2 separate regions of the Sus scrofa genome follow, and region 1 is linked to region 2. A link is a contact called in public HiChIP or PLAC-seq data. All regions are on one chromosome and are shown on one strand. The core of a region is the stretch at or near the end of the contact, and the rest is flanking DNA. Distances in the headings are between cores, read along the strand shown.

Region 1 (4,202 bases), core at 321-2,820, 210 kb before region 2:
ACGCTGGGGACCTTATGGCCCAGCTCCGCTGTACCCCTGAGCTGCCAGGAGCCTTGGGACCCAACACTCCACGTTCTTCCCAGCCTCCTTCAGCACAGGATGGCCAGCGGGCTCAAGAGCATTATCCCCGCGGGTGCTGGTTCTGGGGTCTTTGGGGGAAGTCCTGCAAAACATGACAACTCCTGGCTGAGCGTTAAGAAGTGCTCCTGCTTCCTGGGTCAGGAGCCACCATCACCTGTTGCAGTACTGGCTTCTTCGGCCGGGAGCATCTCTAATAAATGCTTGCTGTGCCCCGGACTCCCTGGACCACCCTTGCTGCCCTTCTGCAGATCAGGGGCCACCCGGATGTCCAAGGAGCCTAGAGCCAGCACCGTGACTCTTGAACTCTGAGAAGAGAGTCACTGCACGGGGGCGAGTTCCCTGGGAACCAGCAGCTCGGCTTCCTTATTTTACAGGGGAAGGACCTGGGGCCAGAGCGGTGCTGTGAATGGTCAGAGGCCACACAAACACAGGTGAGGGCTCTCGTCTTTAGCTGCGTCACAGGACTCTTTGGCCGTTCTCAAACAAATGCCTCCAGATGCATAAACTACGACAGAAAATTCCAACATAAATTTAATACGTCTAAAGACAGGTATTAAAACATTTTTGAAAATGTGTGATAATATATGTGCTTGCTTCTTCTTTTTTTTTTGGCCCCACCTGGGGCATGAGGACGTTCTCAAACCAGGGATGGAACTGGAGCAACAGCCATGACAACACCAAATCTTTAACCCACTGGGCCGCCAGGGAACTCCTGTGCTTCTTTATTAACAGGTTAAATGACAGGCTCTGCGGGAGGCTGAATAACTACGGTAATTTCAAAGCAGTTATTCAGCCTGCCAGTAGGTCTTGTAATTAATTTCAGGATCTCCATAGGAAAAGCCATCTGATCTAAAATGATCTCTCATCATTTCTTTTGGTGACATAGTCACCAGGCTAACGCTCTGGGCTTGGCTGCCTACACTTGGAATTGTAGGACAGGCCAACTTTCGGCTAGAGGTTGGTGGATGTCAAGATGAAATAAAGAGGACAGAATCTGGGAAGTTCACCTGCTGTCACTCCAAGACCCCGGACAGCAGCGCATTACAGCCTGCGTCTGGCAGTGACCATGAAGGTGCTGCGACGAGACGGTCTCCTGCAAGATTTGGAACGTGGGGGTGACGCCAGTACCCACCTCTGAAGGTTGTTATGAGAACTTACAGTATTGGCGCGAAAAGGCCAGCGAGCACCATCCGGGTATTTGGCCTCTCGGCTTTGCTGGGGGAAATTCAAATCTCGAAAAAGGGCGGACCCGAAAGGCGGCTGTGCGCTTGCGCGCGGGGCGGGGCGCAGGCTCTGGGAAGCGGGCGGGGCGGGCGGTGACGCGGGGTGACGCGAGGCGACGCGGAGCTCCCCTGCGCCCGCCCGCCCGGCTCAGGCGCCGCAGGCCGGGCTGCCCGCCCGACAGCCAGAGGAGCGGGGGGCCTGCCCGGCGCGCGGCGGCCCGGCTCGTCTCCTTGGGGCGCCGGCGGTTGCGGCGGCGCCCCCGCCTGGAGGCGGGGCGGCGGCCTGGGAGCCTGGGAGGGCTCCGCCCCCGGCGCCGCGCGCCCGGCCGCGTTCCCGCCCACTCCCGCCCCGCCCCCGGCTCCCCCCGGCGGCGGGCTTCGGGCCGCCGCTCTGAGGCAGCTGGGTGTGCGGAGCAGAAACACGTCCGCTCCCTCGACCCTAGGACTGACTCGAATGTGTCCCGCCAGCCGCCTTCAGCAGCCTCTGTTCCTGTCCCCACTGCTAGTTAAAGGCGACGCCTCTAGAGTGTGTCCCTTCAGCGACCCAGGGGGCAGTTCCCATGGGGGGCGGGGCCAACCCCGTCTGAGGCCTTCTCATCCGGGCATTCCCCAGATGCCGCAGCCGCCATCTTTGTTTTGTGCTGAAAGTCGCTATTGACGCCCGAGGACGGCCGGGCGAGGGGAAGTGGCAAGATGGCGGCTCCCAGGGCGGAGGCGTGGAGGGGCTCTCGGGGGGCCCCAGGGCTGGGCACGCCTGTGCCTGACCCCAGCGCGGCCTGATTCCAAGCCAAGCGCGCAGCAGCCCTGGTCCCTCGCCGCGAGGTTCCTTTAAGAGGCCTCGGCCGGATGGAGAAGCCCGCGAGGGCGGGGGAGAGGTGGTGGTGGGGAAAACAGTGACGTCGCCCGACTCCGCCCCCTCGCCCGACCGCCGCCGCCGCCATGTTTAGTTGTTACTTCTTCACACAAGATGGCGGCTCCCAGGGAGGAGGCATGAGCGCCCTGCCGTTACCGCTCCTCCTGCCGTACAGTTGCCACTTCGGGGCCTAACTCTACCTCTTTGGAGCGGCTCCTGTGGGAAGGAGTCATAAGGAGGGAAGCGAGGATCGGACGCTGCCTTGCGTTTGGTTTGCAGTGGAAGAACTGACCCAGGAGGAAGAGAATAGGGGGGAAGGGGGAGCTTGTCTCAAGATGGCGGCTCCCAGGGCGGCAGGCTCAGCCTGAGCCGCAGAGGCGGACTAAGGGGAGAGCTTCGAGACCTCACGAGCCGTACGGCGTGGGCCTCCGAGCAGCCGTCGAGAATTCGGGCTCGGTCCACTGGCCTCTGGCGCGACTCTATTCCTTAAGAGTGTCGAGGCTGTTTCGGGAGCGGCCGCTGCACTAAGCGCTGGGCGGGGAAGCGGGACGGTCTCAAGATGGCGGCTCCCACAATTGTGGTCTGAGCGCCGGCGGGGCTGGGACGACCGCGGCGCTTGTGGCTGCTTTCCACCCGCCCCGGAAGCCGGCCAGTGCAGGGGACTTGGGGGGTGTGGGAACCGGGCCGGGGCTCCGCCATTTCCGGCGGGGGAGGGCTACGACTGAGGAAGGGAGGAGAGAGAGGCGGCTCAAGATGGCGGCTCCCAGGGCCTCCCGCTCGAGCTTGTAAGTGGGAGCTCCCAGGCAAGGAGTCAGGGCGGCGGGACTCGGCGGCCTCCAGCTTCTCGGGCCCAGGCGCTCGGCAGTTTCAGGAGGCTCTTGAGGAGACGGGGTGAGCAAGAAGAAGGGGAAGAGCAGAAGTGAAGGAGAATAGTTAAGATGGCGGCCTCCATGGAGCCGTCCACCGCTGTGTGAGGAACCGCTTCTCCGTGAGAACCGTCTTAGACTAAAGGGGGTGTGTGTGAGTGGAATTGGGGGGCTTCCTTCTCGCTTGGTGACTTTTTTCCACCGCGCCCTTTCCCGGAACTATGGCTTCGGCCGTGTCACCCGCCAACTCGCCAGCGGTGCTCCTGCAGCCTCGCTGGAAGCGAGTGGTGGGCTGGTCGGGTCCAGTACCCCGGCCCCGCCACGGCCACCGCGCCGTGGCCATCAAGGAGCTCATCGTGGTGTTTGGCGGCGGCAACGAGGGGATCGTGGACGAACTGCACGTGTACAACACGGGTGAGTGCAAAGCCCGCTGGGTCCTCCGATCTTTCCCTCTCTCCCTTCTTCGCCCTTCTCTTCCCTCCCTCTCTCCATCCCCTCCCTCTCCCTCCCCTGCCTTCCCTCCCTCCCTCCCCCCCTCCCTCCTCCCTCTCCGTCCTCCCTCTCCTCCTCCTCCCATTCCCCTTCTCCATCCGCAGTGATCTGCTTTTTTCTCCCCCCTCCGAGACCCTTTGCCGTGCCCGGCTCCTCTGCTTTTCCCTTCTTTTCCCTGCTTTTCCCCGCTCTCACACCCCTGCTGCTTCTGTGTTTGAGGGGTGCTTTTCATTATTGGAGAGGAACCCTCTAGCCCGGCTGGTGAGGGAGCGGGGGCGTCGCCAGCGGTGGTGACTTCAGACATACACCGTTACCCCCGCCAGGCGGGCGGATGCGTCCCTTTGGCGCAGAGTCCCACCCCCTTCCTCCCTCCTGCGCCTGCTCCGCTCTTCCCCGGCTCTAGTGCTCTTTCAGGAGAAATGACAACTTCTGGATTCCAGATTGGTTGCCTCTCTAGAGGAGCGGGGCAGAGTTGAGCAGCCTCCTCCCCACCTGGAGGAGGGGCGGGTTGTATGCCCTGCGGGGTGACCGTCTCGCCCGTTGTGCCCGAGCCTTGGGGACGCACAGATCAGATGGCATTGCTTCTGATCACTTTCAGCATTTTACTTCTGGGGCGTTTCTCCTCACATCGCCTGTCGTCTTGATCTGGGGCCCTTTGGTGTAAGAGATGAATTTCACCCCTTCCCG
Region 2 (3,836 bases), core at 1,045-3,544:
AGGACACACAGACCTTCTGGACGTGGATGCCGTTGCGCCCCTCCCCCAAGAAGCACTCGGAACCGAAACCAGAGTCTCAGAGAGCCTAGCCGGAGGCAGCCGCAACCCAGGCACGAGGAAGGGGAGGGGCAGAGGCGAGATAAAGGGAGCACTGGCCTGGAGTAACCTTTCCCAGGCCTGGGCTCCTGGCTCCCCCTGGCGGGTCCTGGCCCCGGCCCCAGCCCCAGCCTCAGCCTGGCTGCAAGGGGCTGGGACCTGGGCGGAAGGGCGGCCACACGGGGGGCAGGGTGGCTGCCGGCAAGCAGGAAGTGCGTCCTGCCGCGGTGGCCGCCTGGGCCCGGCATCCCTGGCCAGGGCTCTGGGGAGGCAGCCAGGCCCACAGCCAGGCGGGCCCTCGGGCTCAGGAGGGGGAAGCCTTGACCCGGGGCGCCGAGCTCCGCCACTGCTGCGGCCACCACGCTGGGTGCTGCTCGTTAACCTCCCGCTTGGGCTGAGTCATGCCCACAACGCCTGCCTGCCCGGCCAGCTCGGCCGGACGCTGGCCTTCAAAGGGCCTAGGGGCCCAGGAGGGGCCAGGCAGCAGGCCGCCTCCTACCGACCCTGCTCCCAGACGGCAGGAGCCTCCTCTCTGTTGGCTGCAGGCATGGGGCAAGCAGGGAGCGCTCAGTCTCAAACTGCTAAGGTCCACAGTCCCAGGGCCAGGACAAGCGAGCAGGAGAGGAAGCAGAAGTGGCCCGGGTCAGTCCCCACCCGGCCTTCCTGCTTCTCCAGGACTGCGCCGACCCGGGTTGCCCAAGGCCCTGTCGGACCCCAGCCTCCGCTCCCTTGGCCCACCCACACCTCCAGCAGCGGGCTTTCCCGCCTCGGACCCCCAGCCACGCGCTTTCCAGTGCCCCGACCGACCGGCCCCACCTCGTGGCCCCCATAGAAGGCAATCTCCTCCGAGTTGGCCACCACTCGCGAGTGCATGTAGCGCAGCTCCCCCTTCCGCCGCGCCTCCTCTGCCACCAGCTCCCCAAACTTGGGTGAGAAGGCTCGGAGCACGTTGGCTGTGAGGAACACCACGAGGCCAGCGATGGCCGAGGGCCAGGCCGTGCCGGCCCCGCGGGAGCGGGCTGCTCGAAGCAGGGTGTAGGCGGTCACAGCCACGTCCAGGAGTGGCTTGGTCAGGTTGGAGTAGAGGTGGGCCACGGAGGCAGCGAAGGCCACCACGTCCTCCGTCAGGGACTGGTCCGGGTTGCGAAGGCGCCCGTCCATGTTGCTGACACGGTAGTAGGTCTGCTGGGAGAAGTAGAGGCTGTAGGCATGGGCCACCAGACGGCTGCGGAACGCCAGGGCCAGCTGGCCCTCCAGGTAGCGGATGGCACTGTTGACGAAGGTGGCAGGGAGTGCGATGAAGAGCCACTGCAGGAGCTGCCAGCCAAAGGCCCGGGGGTCCTTTCGCACGATGCAGCGGGCCAGCCGGCCGTCCAGGCGGGCCACATACACCGACAAGAAAGTCCGGCTCACCAAGGCGGCCGAGTGCAGCGCCAGCAGCCCCGTCTCCCGGCACAGGATCCTGGGGAAGAGCAGCCGCAGAAGCCACAAGAGTCGCTGCAGGAACACCCGGTTGACGCCGGCCTTGGCCGCTGTGGCCCCAGGGACCTCCTGCGCCGACTCCCGGACCGGCCCCTGGGGGCCCCTGGCCGGAGCCAGGCACTGCCGCACCAGGGGGTAGATTTTGTGGGCTCCGTAGGCCGTGAGGGCCAGGACCACAGCTGTGCGCTTCAGCGTGGTCACCCGCGAGGGCCGGGGAGTAGACAGCACCGTCATGTCACCTGGGCTGGGGCAGGGGCTGATGCCTGAGGCAGCAGAGGAAGCAGGTAGCTGGAAGGGTGGTGGCTCTGACCCCGGGCTCGTGGTCTAGGCAACAGGAAAGCTTGCAGTGGTCCCTGAGACTGTCGCTTTAGGCCACCCGGGTGGTGCTGGGGCCCCTGGTGCAGTGGGTTCAGGGCCCTCCAGGGTCGCGGCCTCTTCAGACAGCCGAGGTGGAGGAATTTGGCAGTCCCCTAGCCTCTGGGGTCAGAGCCTCCAGAGGTCTCAGGCAGAGAGGGCGTCTCTTCCTCTCCACCTCCTCCTCCTCCTCCCCCGGTGGCGCCCCTCCCCGGGGCACCAGACGCGTCCGTCCGCTCCACAGCCTGGCTGAGGCTACTGCGACTTCGCCACCCGTCCGGAATCCCCACCTACCCACCCACCCCTCCCCAGGGGCGAGCCGGGGGAAGGGGAGGAGGCCGAGGAGGGGCGGGAGGCGGAGCCCCGGCGCGGGGCGCCCCACCCCGTTCTCGCCCCACGGCTGGGCCCCGCCCCCGCCCCGGACCACAGAGACGTGGGACGACCGCGCGGGCTAGAGAAGCAACGCCGCGCCTTCCCGCCCAGGCCCCGCCCTGTTTCCCGACGCGCCCGAGGCGCCGCTTCTTCCCCAGTCCTGGGCGTCGGAGCCCAGGCTCGGGGGCGGGGCGGAAAGCGCCCGTGGGCGGGGCCACAGGCGCCTCGCGGCGTTTGGGGGCGGGGCCAAGGCGCCTCGCGGCGTTTGGGGGCGGGGCGGGACCCGCAGGGCGCTTCCGGTTCCGGCTGCGGGGGAAGGGGCGGGGCCGGCGTGGTGGTGGGAGAGTTTGGGGGCGACGAGGCGTGCGTGGTGGCTGTGGAGAACTCGGTGAGGCGGCTTGCGCGCCCGGTCGGCTTCCGGGGCCGCTGCGGTCCCCCGTCTTCTCTGCGAGGGCGAGCGGCGGGCCGCGCGGCGAGGCCTCGGCTGCGGGGCCGAGGGCTGAGCCAGGAGTGCGGGGGCAGGGCCGGGGCGGCAGCGGGTGGAGCCGGGGGCGGGGGGCGACGGCCGAGTGCCGTCCGGAGGAGCCGCGGAGGTGGGGCTCGGGAGGGCGTGCCCGCTCGGGGCCCCGTCGGGGGTTGTCCGGAGCCGGCTGGGCGCCGGGGCTGCCGGGGGAGGCCCCTGTGGTTTCTGAGGAGATAGTTTTTCGAGAACTTTCTCCGGCAGGGGCTGTGAGATGCTTGGTGGAGAGCTGCCCTCGCTTTTGGCCCCAGCTCGCGTCCTCTAGGAGTCGCTCTTGCGGCCTTTCTGAGGCGCCCGGAGACCTTCCGCCCCTCGGAGGCCGGCGCGGTGGTCTCTCTCCCGCCCCGGAAGGTGCTGCCGCTTCTGTCGGCTCCGTGGCGAGAGCTGCGGACGGAAGGGCCTCCTGGGCTCCCCGGGGGCGGGGGCGCCTCGCCGCAGAGCTCCCCCCGGCGGGCCTTGCCGCCCGTCTGCTCGAGCTTCTCCTCAAAGCGCCTTCCCACTTGGACTGGCGCAAGGAGGCTCCTGGCTTCCACGGGGAAAGGGGGCAAGGAATCGTCCAGAAGGGGGGCCTGGCTGGCTCAGCGCGCTGGACTGCCGGGCCTCGGAGCAGCCCTGGCTGCGCGTCCTGCGGCCGAGCCGGGGCTTTAAAAGCTCGGGGGTGCTTCCAGGCGGGGTCTGGGCTGCAGTCGGCCCAGCTCTCACGCCGCCGCCTGTTTCTCCTGTGCTTTCTCAGGAAACCGGCGCGCCTCTCCCTGTTGGAAGGCTTCTAGCACCAGGATGAGTCTGCAGTGGACTGCAGTTGCCACCTTCCTCTATGCGGAGGTCTTCGCTGTGCTGCTTCTCTGCATTCCCTTCATTTCTCCCAAAAGGTACGGCCTGTTCCCGGCCAGCAAGTGGCAGGGGCCGACTGGGGCAGAGCTCCGAGCTTCGCGTGTGCAGAGCTCTCGGACCCTAGAACTGGGCCAGACGGGAACAGGTAAAACCTGTCTGCGGTGGGGGTGGCAGGGCTGTG

Evidence for each region. HiChIP or PLAC-seq counts read pairs in DNA pulled down with a chosen protein or histone mark.
Region 1: a contact with region 2 is called in an H3K27ac HiChIP or PLAC-seq map of alveolar macrophages. The contact joins the promoter of HCFC1 here to the promoter of ABCD1 in region 2. A contact is called at or near these places in 2 of 2 datasets of contacts at active chromatin or transcription factors (alveolar macrophages and skeletal muscle).

What each region holds. Positions count from the first base shown.
Region 1 is chrX:124,692,214-124,696,415 of Sscrofa11.1, reverse strand. It overlaps HCFC1 (host cell factor 1), which reads left to right and starts at 1,570. Exons shown (of 27, transcript XM_003135485.5): 1 at 1,570-3,437. The coding sequence starts at 3,245. It overlaps TMEM187 (transmembrane protein 187), which reads right to left and starts at 1,366. Exons shown (of 4, transcript XM_003135487.4): 1 at 1,240-1,366.
Region 2 is chrX:124,483,534-124,487,369 of Sscrofa11.1, reverse strand. ABCD1 (ATP-binding cassette sub-family D member 1) reads right to left here and starts at 2,294. Exons shown (of 10, transcript XM_003135473.5): 1 at 913-2,294. The coding sequence starts at 1,812. It overlaps BCAP31 (B-cell receptor-associated protein 31), which reads left to right and starts at 2,447. Exons shown (of 7, transcript XR_002340558.1): 1 at 2,447-2,692; 2 at 3,558-3,693.